Regions from separate parts of the Canis lupus genome. Here region 2 is linked to region 1. A link is a contact called in public Hi-C data. All regions are on one chromosome and are shown on one strand. Each heading gives the region's core, a stretch centred on a gene start, on an enhancer-like site or on the middle of the called end of the contact. The rest is flanking DNA. Distances are from core to core; before and after follow the strand shown. Region 1 holds the start of STAG1 (cohesin subunit SA-1). Region 2 overlaps IL20RB (interleukin-20 receptor subunit beta).

Region 1 (5,970 bases), core at 1,097-3,596:
GAGCCAGGTGCTCTTGAACCCCTGATCCCAGGCTACAAAAAGATTTATCTTCTTCTTCAAGGTGCATTAGATCTCCTCACAGCACTGATTATGAAGATAAACAGATACAGAATGGAAGTGTTAAAGGCTAAAACTGCATAAAATTTTTAAAGTTTTAACTATTAAAAAGTACTTTTTCGTACACATCTTGTTAAATAACTACCACATAACTTATTACCTTCATTTTAGTGATGAGAAAAAATGAGGTTCAAAGTGTGACATTCCAAAGATGACAAATCTAGGGAATGTTCAAAGTAATTTCAGTTCAGGGTTTTTGCCCCTACACCACAGCCCCCCTTAAGGCTTTAAAAGAGCCATTCAAATCAACGGTAATTGTATTACTGTCTTCAAAGGATGGAATGCCAGTAACGTAACTTCCCACATTTCACATCTATTTCAGTATCTCCTAGCTTTGTCAGAACATCAAAACCGAAGTGGATACTGAGAAATTTCCACTCAAAAGTAGTTTGGTTGTAAAAATGTCCACTGATAAACCACCTGAATAAACTTAAAACACATTTTGAAAAATATAAATAAAAAATTCAGCAAAACACCTGTAGGTTTTCCAGAACTTTATTTAGAAAGCAATTTGTGTTTCAACTGTTCACAAAAACCAAAAGTAGACAATCCTTCCGGATCCTTCAATATTCTCCCCCCCTTCTGCAATTTTAAATCTGAAATCAACACTATAAATATGAAAATACAGCACAATGTATCATACAATAAATCGTTTTTATTTTCATTGTTGTGTATTATTTCCCTAGGTATATTTACCAACAAAATTTGCCATTTTCTTAAACACACGGAAAACTAAAAGGTAGAGTCTTACTCAAACCCCACATAAATCACAAATAACAGAACTTTCCCTATGCCAATTCAAGTACTTTCACACTTTATTTTCCTAAGAAGATGAAAAATAGGGTCCTTTCGAGTCACGACCACGAGAAATAAACTATATTCATCCTCTTAACATGAACTTAACAGCAAATAATTTGCTATCGTCACATTACAAACAGTATTGTTTTGGGTCTAAGCTTCCAAAACCATCCCATGATTTATACGCCCCGGGCACGATTCTCCGCAATGTGAAGAGAATCGAAAACATTTCAAATGTGGGTAGAAAGGGTGACGTGACAATCTTAAAGACCTGAACATTTTTTAAGTCCCTACAGCACACAAGAAACACCCAGCTCGGACCCTCCAATCGAGGCCCAGGACCAACTCCAGGCACTCCGGTTTCCCAGCTCTTCACCCCGCCCCCACCCCGAGAAAGGAGGGAAAACAACTTTTATTGGCCTCTTCTCCCGGGGAATTGGCAAACTAGCGGGGCAGTGCTCCGGCCTGAACACGTTTCACGGGGAGGCCTCCGTCGGGGGCGGGGAGGGCAGATAGCGGGAAAGCCCGGCTTCGACGCCCCTTCTCCCCCAGGCTCCAGCCCCCTGCCCCACCCCGCCAAGAAGACGTCTCGGCCGGCCGCCACGCTGAGCGACCCCCAGGCCCCTCCGCTGAGGCGAGCTCGTTGTCATGTGACGACGCCGCCGCTAAAACACCGCAGAAACGCAGGGCGGCGGGCGGCGGGCGGCTTTCGCACCAGCCCGCCTCGGCCCGGCCCCGCCGGGCGCGGGCGAGTCCCGAGAGTCCGGGCGGGGAGGGGGGGCGGACGGAGGGAGGGCGGAGGGCGGGCTTGGCGGCGGGCCCGAGCGCGCCACAAAGGCTTCCGCGCCCGTCGCTGTAGTGCCCGAGCGGGCGGGGGCACAATTTTCGGGCCCGCGGGAGGGGTGGGGAGGAACGAGGGCTCAGAGGTGCCCGCCGCGCCCACAGGCGCCCCCCCCGGCCGCCCGGTCGGCCAGCGGCTGCCGCGCCCCGCACAGGCCCGCGCGGCCTCCCTCCCCCGCGCGGGGCCCGCGCCCGGCCCGCCCGCCCGCTCCTCGCTCGCGCTCCCTCGCTCTCTCGCTCTCGCCCGGCCTCCATCTTGGATCCGCGCTTCCAGCCCCCGCGCCGCTGCCGCCGCATTCCCCCTTTCCCGCCCCCCGCCGCCGTCGCCGCCGCCCGCACTCACCTCAGCTGCCCATCCGGGCGCCGCCGGCCGTCGACCTAGTTTCCCCCCAAAAGTCTCCGGTGTGTTATTCCCGATGTGGGGGGGTTGTTACGGGGTGGTCGCCGGGGGTTCGGGAGCGGGGGCCGCGCCTTCAACGGAGCTGCAATCCTAACCCGCCATCTGGTGGCATTTTCCACACGCCAATGGCGCCGCTGCAGACTTGGGTCCGGACCGCCCTCTGCTGGCCGCGACGCTTACTGCCTGGCTGACGGGACGGGCCTGCCCGGAAAGGGGAGGGAGCTGAGGCGCGAGCTGGGGGCCGCGGCGGGGACGCGCGCAAACGCTTTCCTGTGGGGATTGCACGCACGCGCACCAGCGGGGCGGGAAACGTGGCTGCTGCGTGGAGGCTCCGCCCCCGCACGGAGCGGGCGCCCCGCTCAGCCAATCGCCATCGGCGGATGCCTCTCGGTGAGGGCGTGGGGCTGGGGCTGGGGCCGCCCGAGGCTGGCGGAAGGACGGCCACGGTGGCGCCTGCGCGCCCCTCTAGCCGAGTAGCTGCCCGCCATTTTCGGAGCTTTTCCGAGACCTGGGAGGGAGACCCGCCCCCGGCGCCTTCACCGAGGCCCCTCCCCGGGTCTGGAGACTGGTGCTTCCCTGCGGCTCCGCCTGACTTCGCGCGGCTCCCTCCCCGCGTCCTGGGCGCGTTCTGCGGCAACGGGAGGGTGTAGCGGAGCCAAAGCCGCCTCCCGCCTCTCCGGGGTGTAAAGAGGGCCTCCGAGCTTAGCACTGTATTAGCTGCTCATTGTTGACTGTTGGCAAGGCGCTTTCGCGAGGGAGGGTGAAAAGGTTTTGAGAACTGTGCAGGCCCTCCCGCGCCGAGGTAAACGCTACAGTGCCTGCCCCGCGCCGATTGGCGTCGTCCCTGCCTCTGTAAAGCGGAGCCTCTCTAGTGCCGGCTTTGCATAAGGCGGCAGCATTGGCTAGTTAGTGAGGAAGGAATGCAGCTAGACCGGGAAAACACCGCCTCGGCTCTGGAATGCGATTTCTCTCCCCCACAGCGGTAAGGACGGCTTTCAGGGGCTCGGAGACGGACGGGAGAAGGTACTAACGTGAGATCGTGACCCAAACCTGCCCTTGAACGGCGCCTCTTCTACCCGCCTTTCCGTGGCTCGCCTCCTCAACTTTGCAATACCAAAAGTGAATTCTTCATCTCCCAGGTCATCAGCCCCATTTACGACTAAATTCTCTGTTGCTAGAGCCCGCTCTGTTTTAATATTGCCTTAGAAGCGCTCAATTCCTTTACAGTCTTCAGAGCCAGTCTCCAGTAAGTTACCCCTATTTCTGGTTTCTTTCCCAAAAGGTCACAAAGTGTGTGGCTGTTTGACTGGAGGAAGTCGCAACCAACCTTGTTGGGTATGAATTCGTGACTGGAGATACACATATATGTGTGTGTATACTAATATATATTAATATTAGTATATATATACACACACACACACTCATCTCTGGTTAATTTATTTTGTATTCTCTGCAAAGATTGTTGGCAGCTTTCCCTGTTATTAAAGATGCTAGTCTCAATCCATGCTTATAGATATGACTTCATTTAGTTTTCCTGGGATCAAAGCTATGAGACTACAAATTCTCCGATTTGATATTCTCTCCATCTTGAAATGTCTGTAGTCCCATGTTGTTTGTGATCTCAAAAATTCTCACCAAATAAACCTGTTCTCCCCGTCTTTCCAAAGCCAGTCCTCCTTGGACTGCCTATGCCATCCCTTCCCACCTCCTTACACCAGTACATTTGTAAGGTCTTGTATCTTCAATGTCCTTATCCACCAGCTGCTTCTGTTTTTCAACACAGTTTCCATTGTCTTTTTAAAAATTTCAGTGCTACTATTCTCTCCAGTTACTGTACTATCAACCTTCCTTTCACGGTCATTTCTGAAAAGAAGCAGTCACCGCCTTCTTTTATACTTTATTCCTTAGCCTGTATCAATCAGACTTCGTAATAGCAAAATGAAATTGCACTTTAAGATCAACAGAGTTCTAATTAACAATCATTTTCTCATTCATCATTTTCTTGACACATCCAATCCCTAAACCCTCCTTAAAGTCCTATTTCCCTTTATTTTAAGGTAATCCCTGGTATCTACAACCTGCCTGATTTACTGGTCTTATACTGTTGCTAGCTCCTACTCCTTCTTCCATCCCACAGTTCAACTCCTCTCTGTCCTTCTCTACTACATTCTTTCACTTCAAAAGTCTCCCAAAATTATGATTTCTGATTTTTCCCTCAACTAAAATTCCTCCTGTTCAGCTTACTTGCCAGGAAGCTCCAGCTTAAAATTTAAACATTTAAAATGATATTTTTAAAAATTCAAATTTCCTATTTTCTCTTTAATAGCATTGTCATCTCAGTTTAATAATTAAAAACAAGGACTCTGGAACCATACTGCTCCGGAAAGCTGTGTGGATAAATCTCTTTGTGCCTCAGTTTCCTCACTTGTTGGAATAACAATAATACCTGTCTCATAGAGTTGCTATGAGTATTAAACAAATTAACGATTATATAGAAATGCCATTGGTGTTATTGAAGTGTTGTTTTTATCTTGTTAAGAACTTTTTGACAATTTTTTTAAATATCCAAGGGCATGCATGAGTAGTCAACTTTCTGAGTTTAGAGAAATCTAAAATGTTCTTTATTTTGCTCTCTCACTTAACTCAATGGTTGAGCTGGTGTTTATAAATAATTACCTAGTCTTCTAGTTTCTAAATTGTAAGGCTAGACTTTATGCTTTTCCTTCAAAATAGCCCAACTCCCATGATATCCTCATTCAGATTTCTTACTTTTTTCTCCCACTGCTTTATCCTCATTCAAGGCTGTTCCTCTCCACCAACTCCCATTGTCTTATGTCCTAACAAGCATAATAATAGCCTTCTGAAAAGTCTTTGTCTTTCATTCACCACCCTTTAAAAAATGCACAAAAGCTTTTTGTGATTCCTTTGGTTTATAAAATATAATCAAAATTACTTAATGGTATTGAAGAAATGACTTGATCTTTTTCCAATTTCTGCCTATTTTCTCACAACTTCTTCATATTAGTTGATTTAGCCTGAAAAAAATCATAAATGTAAGCAAACAAAAGATACATTTAAAGTTTAGCTATTTGGTAAGATAAGGTGATGAGTTATCATAATATGTTGACTATGTTATGGAATCACACATTTCCCAGGAGCCCCTGCTTCTGTGAAATTCTTAATCGAGATTCCAAAATTCTTGGCAAAGATTTTCAAAAACCACAGTTTTCATGAACAGCTTCAAGCCATAGCTATGAACAAAATATCAAAACAGATATCTGAAACTAGTGTGGATATTACTTAAAGATTCTTAAATATTATTTAGGGTAGATTGGGGTGCCTCCATGGCTCAGTTGGTTAAGCTTCTGAATCTCAGGGTTGTGAGTTCAAGCCCTGTGTTGGCTCCACACTGGCCGTGAAGCCTACTTAAAAAAAATATTTTTTTAAAAATTAAGGATAGGGGATCCCTGGATGGCTCAGCAGTTTGGCATCTGCCTTTGGCCCAGGGCGTGATCCTGGAGTCCCACGTCGGGCTCCCGGCATAGAGCCTGCTTCTCCCTCCTCCTGTGTCTCTGCCTCTCTCTCTGTGTCTATCATAAATAAATAAATAAATAAATAAATAATCTTAAAAAAAAAATTAAGGATAGGGAATAAAGTATTGGTTTGTTTAGTCCATGTTCCTTGGTGACCTTGGAATTCTACCTCATTGCTCATTTCAAGTCATTTGAAATGAGCCCTGGCCCACTTTGAAGATTCATCCTTAATAGGTTCGATGTCTAAAAAAGGAAGACACATACCCACTACAGTTTTATTTC
Region 2 (5,970 bases), core at 980-3,479, 240 kb after region 1:
GGTACCTCTCCTCTTTAAGACCGCTCACTCAGGGTGTCCTCAGCCCCTTCTAGCATGTTCATCCAGGATCCACCTCTGGAAGCCTCTTCCCACCCCTCTCCCTACCAGGTGAGGAAGAGTCAGGGTTGGAGAGAGAAATTTCTTGAGAAGTGAAGGGATTGATGGGCAAGGCCTTTGCCTCCATTTTTTAGACCCCAGCCTTGGAGCCTCTGAGTTGGTTTGTCTCCACCAACTTCCTGGACCCCTTCCAGCCAGCCCAGAGCTGGGGACAATCTAACTTCTTCAACCATGTGTTTCTCCTACAAGATTTGGGTCTTTACCCCCCTCCCTACCCAGTGGGGCCTCAAGGAGCCAGATGGTGTAGACTCTCTAGGAGGATGATATTGCTGAAAATCTTTTTCTTTGTACCATTTTGTATGCTTCTGTGTTGTTCGACTCTTTTATGAAGAGTATATGTTAATTTTATATTTAGCCTGAACTGGAAACATTTTCAGTTTGCAAAAATAAAGGCCATGCTACTATACTGGTCATCACTCTCCCTTGTCCCATTTCCTTGCTGCTCCATGCGGGGGCTGCAGTCCTTCTGCCACCTGTCCAGGCCTAGAACCCAGAAATCACTCTTTGTTTCCCTCTGTTTGAGTCCCTCTCACAATTTGTCCCAGAGCCCATCCATTCCTGTTGACATTTTTTGTTTGTAAACACTTCTCTGGATTATTCTGTTGTCTTCTCAGTTCCCACACATGCATTTAACTGAGGTCCAGCCATGCATCAGACACTGAGCTTGTTCCCCATAGTAGGAGGGCTACCTCTGTAGCTGGAGTGCTTATATCTTGACTCCTCGGGCCTTCTCTCCTTTTATCCCCATCACCTAGCTCTTTAAACTGTGACACTTTAAGAAGTGAAAAGGAGCCCAGTTAGTAACTACAACAGAACAGGAAGACCAACCATGTTTGCACTCAACCCCATAGAGTGCCCTCACCCCCAGAATCAAGCCCAGCTTCCTTAGCCCTGCCCTCAGGGAACAAATGCCAGAGTCCAGTGAACAAAACCACCTATTTTATGAGGTTTACATTTCCACAGGGGAAAGGGAAAATAATAATAACAAAATAATACAAAATCAAATAATGGTAGTAATTCTTATTTGTAAGTGAATTATCTGGTATATTAGGAGTGTATCAGACCCATGAAAAATGAAAAGGTAGAGCAGAAAATGGGGGTGGGGGCAGGTTGCAGCCTCCTCTAAATAAACAACTGGACCACAACTATGTCAGTTATATTCTTATATAGCTGCACAGGGTGGGGAGGTTACCAGTGGCTCTAGAAGAGATGAATTTGGCAAAAAATTGGCAGTCTAAAACAAAAACTTAATTTAGTATTTGTACTGTTTGTATGGATAGTGTATTTTTGAGAGGGGAGGATTTGGTTTCAGAGCTGTTCTCTTAAGTTGTCAGTTAGAATAAGTAAATAATTATGTTTATTTTGATAGGAACCTAGATTTCAGGATTAGTGAAAGGGAAGGCCAATTGGACTAAAAAATTTGAGTAGGAGCCATGTATTGTTAGAACTGAATTGAACATATTAATATGAAGTCATGCCTTTGTAAAACATTTACTTTAAAGTATATTTCTTTTCTGGCTTCCCCCCATCTAAATGGCTCAGTAGCAACGTTACCTCAATGCATATAATGCACCCTAATGCCTACATTATGGTTTCTAATGTTATTTTTCTCCCAAAAGGAGCCAGGGTTTCTTGGAACAATGTCTGATTCCATGTCTGGTCTGGGGCAAAAGAGTATGAGGCAATCTCATAACACCTAACGCCTTACTGGGCCAGAAGCAAAGCTTAAAATAACCAGGGCATTTGAAATCTAAAAGGGTCCCCACCACCGAAAGTTGGCACAGTGTGAGAGCATCAAAATGAGAATATCGACTGACATTAGTACATTTGAAATGTCACGAATCCATAACAACACATAAAAAGAGCAAAGCTAATACAGTGAATTCTCAGAAAACATGAATAGAATGCATTTCAACTCAGTCTCGTTATGCAGTCGTGTTGGGCTTTATTGACTCACCACACCAATGAAGAATACTATGAAGAATAGTGAATGTACACACCTCAATCAGAAGGCATCTTTCTCCACTGCCACCAGTCCTTGGCTCAAGCAGCAACCCTTGGAGACCTGCAACAGCCTCTTTACTGGTTGCCCTCTACTTCCAGTCCTTTCTCACTTGCCTAACTCCTTGCCTATCTCCCGTCCTGCCAGGGGTTCCCAGTGATGTGCCTTTATTTTCCTTTTACAGAGGTTTTGTAGATTCAGTTTGCGTGTCTAGCCTCTGTGCTACCCTTCCCCATCTTATATATATATGTATGTATATATATAATACATCTCATATATATGTATATTTTCTGTATGCCTTTTTTTTTTTTTTTTTAATCCTTAGGCTAATTCTCTGTGGATGCAGAGCTCTCAGTTTCCTTTGAATCTGGCCGGACTTGATTGATCCCTTCAGGGAACTTTTCGCAAAGCTTCTGGAGCCCCTTTGGAAGGGGGACCTCATTAAGTCCGCGGGTGTCTGGCGCCACCTTGTGTTGAGTGGTGGAAAAGGTCCTTCTGTTCCCACGGAGCCAAGGGATCTTAGTTTCCTGGATGGAGAAAGGAAAATTCAGACAAGTTTCCTAGAATGAGAACTCAACTACAAAATCTCCATGGGCTTCGCCCCTAACAAACATCCACTACTACTAGTGGATTCAGAATTTAGTGGCCGCCATATCCGCACTCGGGCCCTGTCTCCAGCATCATTAGGGGCTTCTTTGGGCCTGCCTGGCTCTGCCTCCCTACTGGGCCCTTGGCCTCTGCCTCACTCTTTCCTGTGTCCAGCTTTCCTCTGCGCTGTCCTTCCTTATCTATTAAAAAAAAAGAGTTTTTGAATTTTTGTTTTTCCTGTCATTTCTAGCCTATCCCTGGACTAGACTGACTTTCTAGGGTGTTCCTCAGGCCACATGAGGGGGTAGTTCATGAGAGGGTAGTCATATTAAACCACTGTGGCACCTACTCTGTGAAATTTGAAACTGGCATACAAGAGTTGACCCCAATTACAGTTTTGTCTTGTGGGTTCCAGGGACCATCAGGTTCTCATGCATCTAACAAAAAAAAACAAAAAACAAAAAACAAAACAAAACAAACATTCTTGCCTGAAGTGGGAGAATGCACATGTGGGAGCAGGAGGCTCCCAAAAGGAAGATGCAGCCCCTCTTGCCTCCCTCAGTGAGGAGCTGCAAGCCCAAGAGGGGTTGCAAAACCCCATTAAGGATCCTGGAGGAAAAACTGAGCAGGAGTGTTCTTGGGTATCTGCAAAGAGCCCCAGGAGCAAAAGCACAAACCCTCTTACTGTGAAGGAGGTACATGCCTCTGGTTCCTCCATTGGACTCCTTTTGGGAAATTTTAAAAACTACTTAAAAAGGGGGATCCCTGGATGGCTCAGCGGTTTAGCGCCGCCTTCAGCCCGGGGCGTGATCCTGGCTCCCTGCATGGAGCCTACTTCTCCCTCTGCCTGTGTCTCTGCCTCTTTCTCTCTCTCTCTCTCATGAATAAATAAATAAATAAAATCTTAAAAAAAAAAAAACTACTTAAAAAGTCTTGGCTGTTAAAAAAAAAAGAGTGTCTGTACAAACCTCAGTAACTTCTACATTTTGCTCCTGTACTTTAAGCCACTCGTCTATGAAGTGGCCCCCATGCCTCCTCATTTCCTGGAGATGCCAGCATATCTCTACCAAAGTGCCTTGGTATAAGATTAAGCCTACAGATGACATCTTAGGTTTCTAGCCTTAGGAAATCATACCCCAGAACTAGGGCCTTCTGATGTCATCACACCGACAGTATCAAGGCTAAAGGGCCTTCACAGGTGAAGCTCATGTCACGAAGTTAACTCTCCATTCTCTCCTTTCACGTTTGAGTCTTGCTGTTGGGAATAGATCAAAATGGAATAGCTCCCTCTCCTCAGATTAAGCCTAGATTATGGAGGATTGCCAATGGGGTGAAGAATTACTGTATTTTAAATGAAGAGTTTTAAGTTAGCAGATGGCAGCAGATTACAGCAGATGCTGTAATTTAAATACATGTAACTGTAAGCAGTTCCATTTCAGTTCAGGAGAGAAAACTGTCAGGAAAAAGGATTTGTCTCCTTCCTTCCTTTCCCTCATCTTTCCCCCTTATTTCTTCCTTCTTTCCTTCCTTCCTTTTCTCCCTCCCTCTCTTTCTTCCTTTTATTCTTTTTTTCTAACAAAGTTTTAAACTCTGAAGGAGAAGTTTAATCTGGGGTTGGCAAAGATAAGGCACAAGTTGAAGAACTGATAGGTAGGAGCTTGGTCCTGAGGTGTGGTTCTGAACATGCAGGTGCTAGAGATGTGTGTTAGCAGGGTGTATGCCAGAGGTGGAGCCCACTCTTTCCTTTGGCTAATGACTCATTTAAAAAAAAAATCACATCCTCCAAAAACATTTATTACAAAATCAGAGTTTTTGATTAGGTACCATTTTTTAAAAAGATTTTTATTTATTTGAAGGGGGGAGAGAAAAAAAATAAAAGTAAAAGAAGGGGAGAGAGAGAGAGAGCAAGAGAGAGAGAGAGAAAGAACAAGAGCAGGGGTAGGAGAAGCAGACTCCTCACGGAGGAGGGAGCCCCATGTGGGCTCAATCCCAGGCCGCTGAGATGGTGACCTGATTGGAAGGCAGACACTTAACTGACTGGGCTGCCCAGGTGCCTGAATTAGATACCATTTAAGACTTTAAAAAGGTATTAACAATATTGAAAATTGAAACCAGATAATGCATATTTTTACCTTAAATTCAAAGAATGCGGTTTTGTGACTTACTTGAAGTCATAAATGCAGCTACAACAGAATGCAAAGTCAGGAATTTAGAGCATGATATATTTGATTCTGGGGCAGAATTTGGATATCTCCTGTTACATTAACTAGTTGTGTCCTATGAGGCAGTGTACTATGATTTTTAAACACTGATAGCTTTTATGAACCAGTTCTATGAGAAAATAATCTGGAAATTTTATGAATTTGTAAAATTTTCTACTTGAAATTTCTGAGAATGGTTAGAAGTGAAATAATCTGATAACATTTTTTCAGTCATGAAAAGATTGTGATATAATTTGATATATCTGGTAATATATTTTTATTTTTATTTTATTTTATTTTTATTTTTAAAAAAGATTTATTTATTTATTTGAGAGAGAGAGAGAGAGAGAGAGAGAGAGGTGGGGGGGGGGGGGCAGAAGGAGAGAGAGTCCTAAGTGGACTCCACGCTAGGCTCAAAGCAAAGCACAGGGCTAGATCTCCCAACTCTGAGATCATGACCTGAGCCTAAACCAAGAGTCAGCCACTTAACTGTGCCACCCAGGCATCCCTGGTTATGTATTTTAAATTTAAACTTATTGAAGTATATCTATGTTGCATTTTATGACCTTCTTATTTGGCTTTGGCAAGTTTGAGTTTTATATAGAATGAAGGTAATTGGTAACTGTGTTTTCCAAAGACTTCAGAGAATTTGGAGTTCTAGTCTCTGTTGATCAATAATTAAAATAAGGACAGTATAATGTATATGAAGCCAAACCTGAATTTTGACCCCTAAGTCAAAGAGATTTCTAGTAAAATCTTAAGGTACTGCATTTAGAGGTAATGTTCTTGGATAATCGTAAAGAATTTGATCCCCAGGCAGCCCGGGTGGCTCAGTGGTTTAGCACTGCCTTTGGTCCAGGGCATGATCCTGGAGACCTGGAATCAAGAGCCACATCAAGCTCCCTGCATGGAGCCTGCTTCTCCCTCTGCCTGTGTCTCTGCCTCTCTCTCTCTCTCTCTCTCTGCGTCTCTCATGAATAAAAAAAAAAAAAAGAATTTGATCCCCTTGTGAGAAAATTAAAAGCTTTGACTAAATCTGGACTTAAGATACTGCTAATTGAT

What was found. Hi-C and Micro-C count contacts between places; a contact is called where the count stands out from the background.
Region 2: a contact with region 1 is called in a Hi-C map of liver, with 8 times the contacts expected there. The contact joins the enhancer-like site here to the promoter of STAG1 in region 1. A contact is called at or near these places in 4 of 9 Hi-C or Micro-C datasets (amygdala, blood, liver and 1 more).

What each region holds. Positions count from the first base shown.
Region 1 is chr23:33,700,571-33,706,540 of UU_Cfam_GSD_1.0, forward strand. STAG1 (cohesin subunit SA-1) reads right to left here and starts at 2,347. Exons shown (of 33, transcript XM_038570965.1): 1 at 2,099-2,347. LOC100686256 (a long non-coding RNA gene) reads right to left here. Exons shown (of 5, transcript XR_005377059.1): 5 at 4,033-5,190.
Region 2 is chr23:33,943,617-33,949,586 of UU_Cfam_GSD_1.0, forward strand. It overlaps IL20RB (interleukin-20 receptor subunit beta), which reads left to right. Exons shown (of 7, transcript XM_038570979.1): 7 at 1-533. Among named protein-coding and RNA genes, the nearest start is that of IL20RB, 40 kb to the left of the region's middle. Within about 2 kb of position 2,230, at least 2 of the 20 cell types and tissues checked have an H3K27ac peak or open chromatin away from gene starts, as enhancers often do.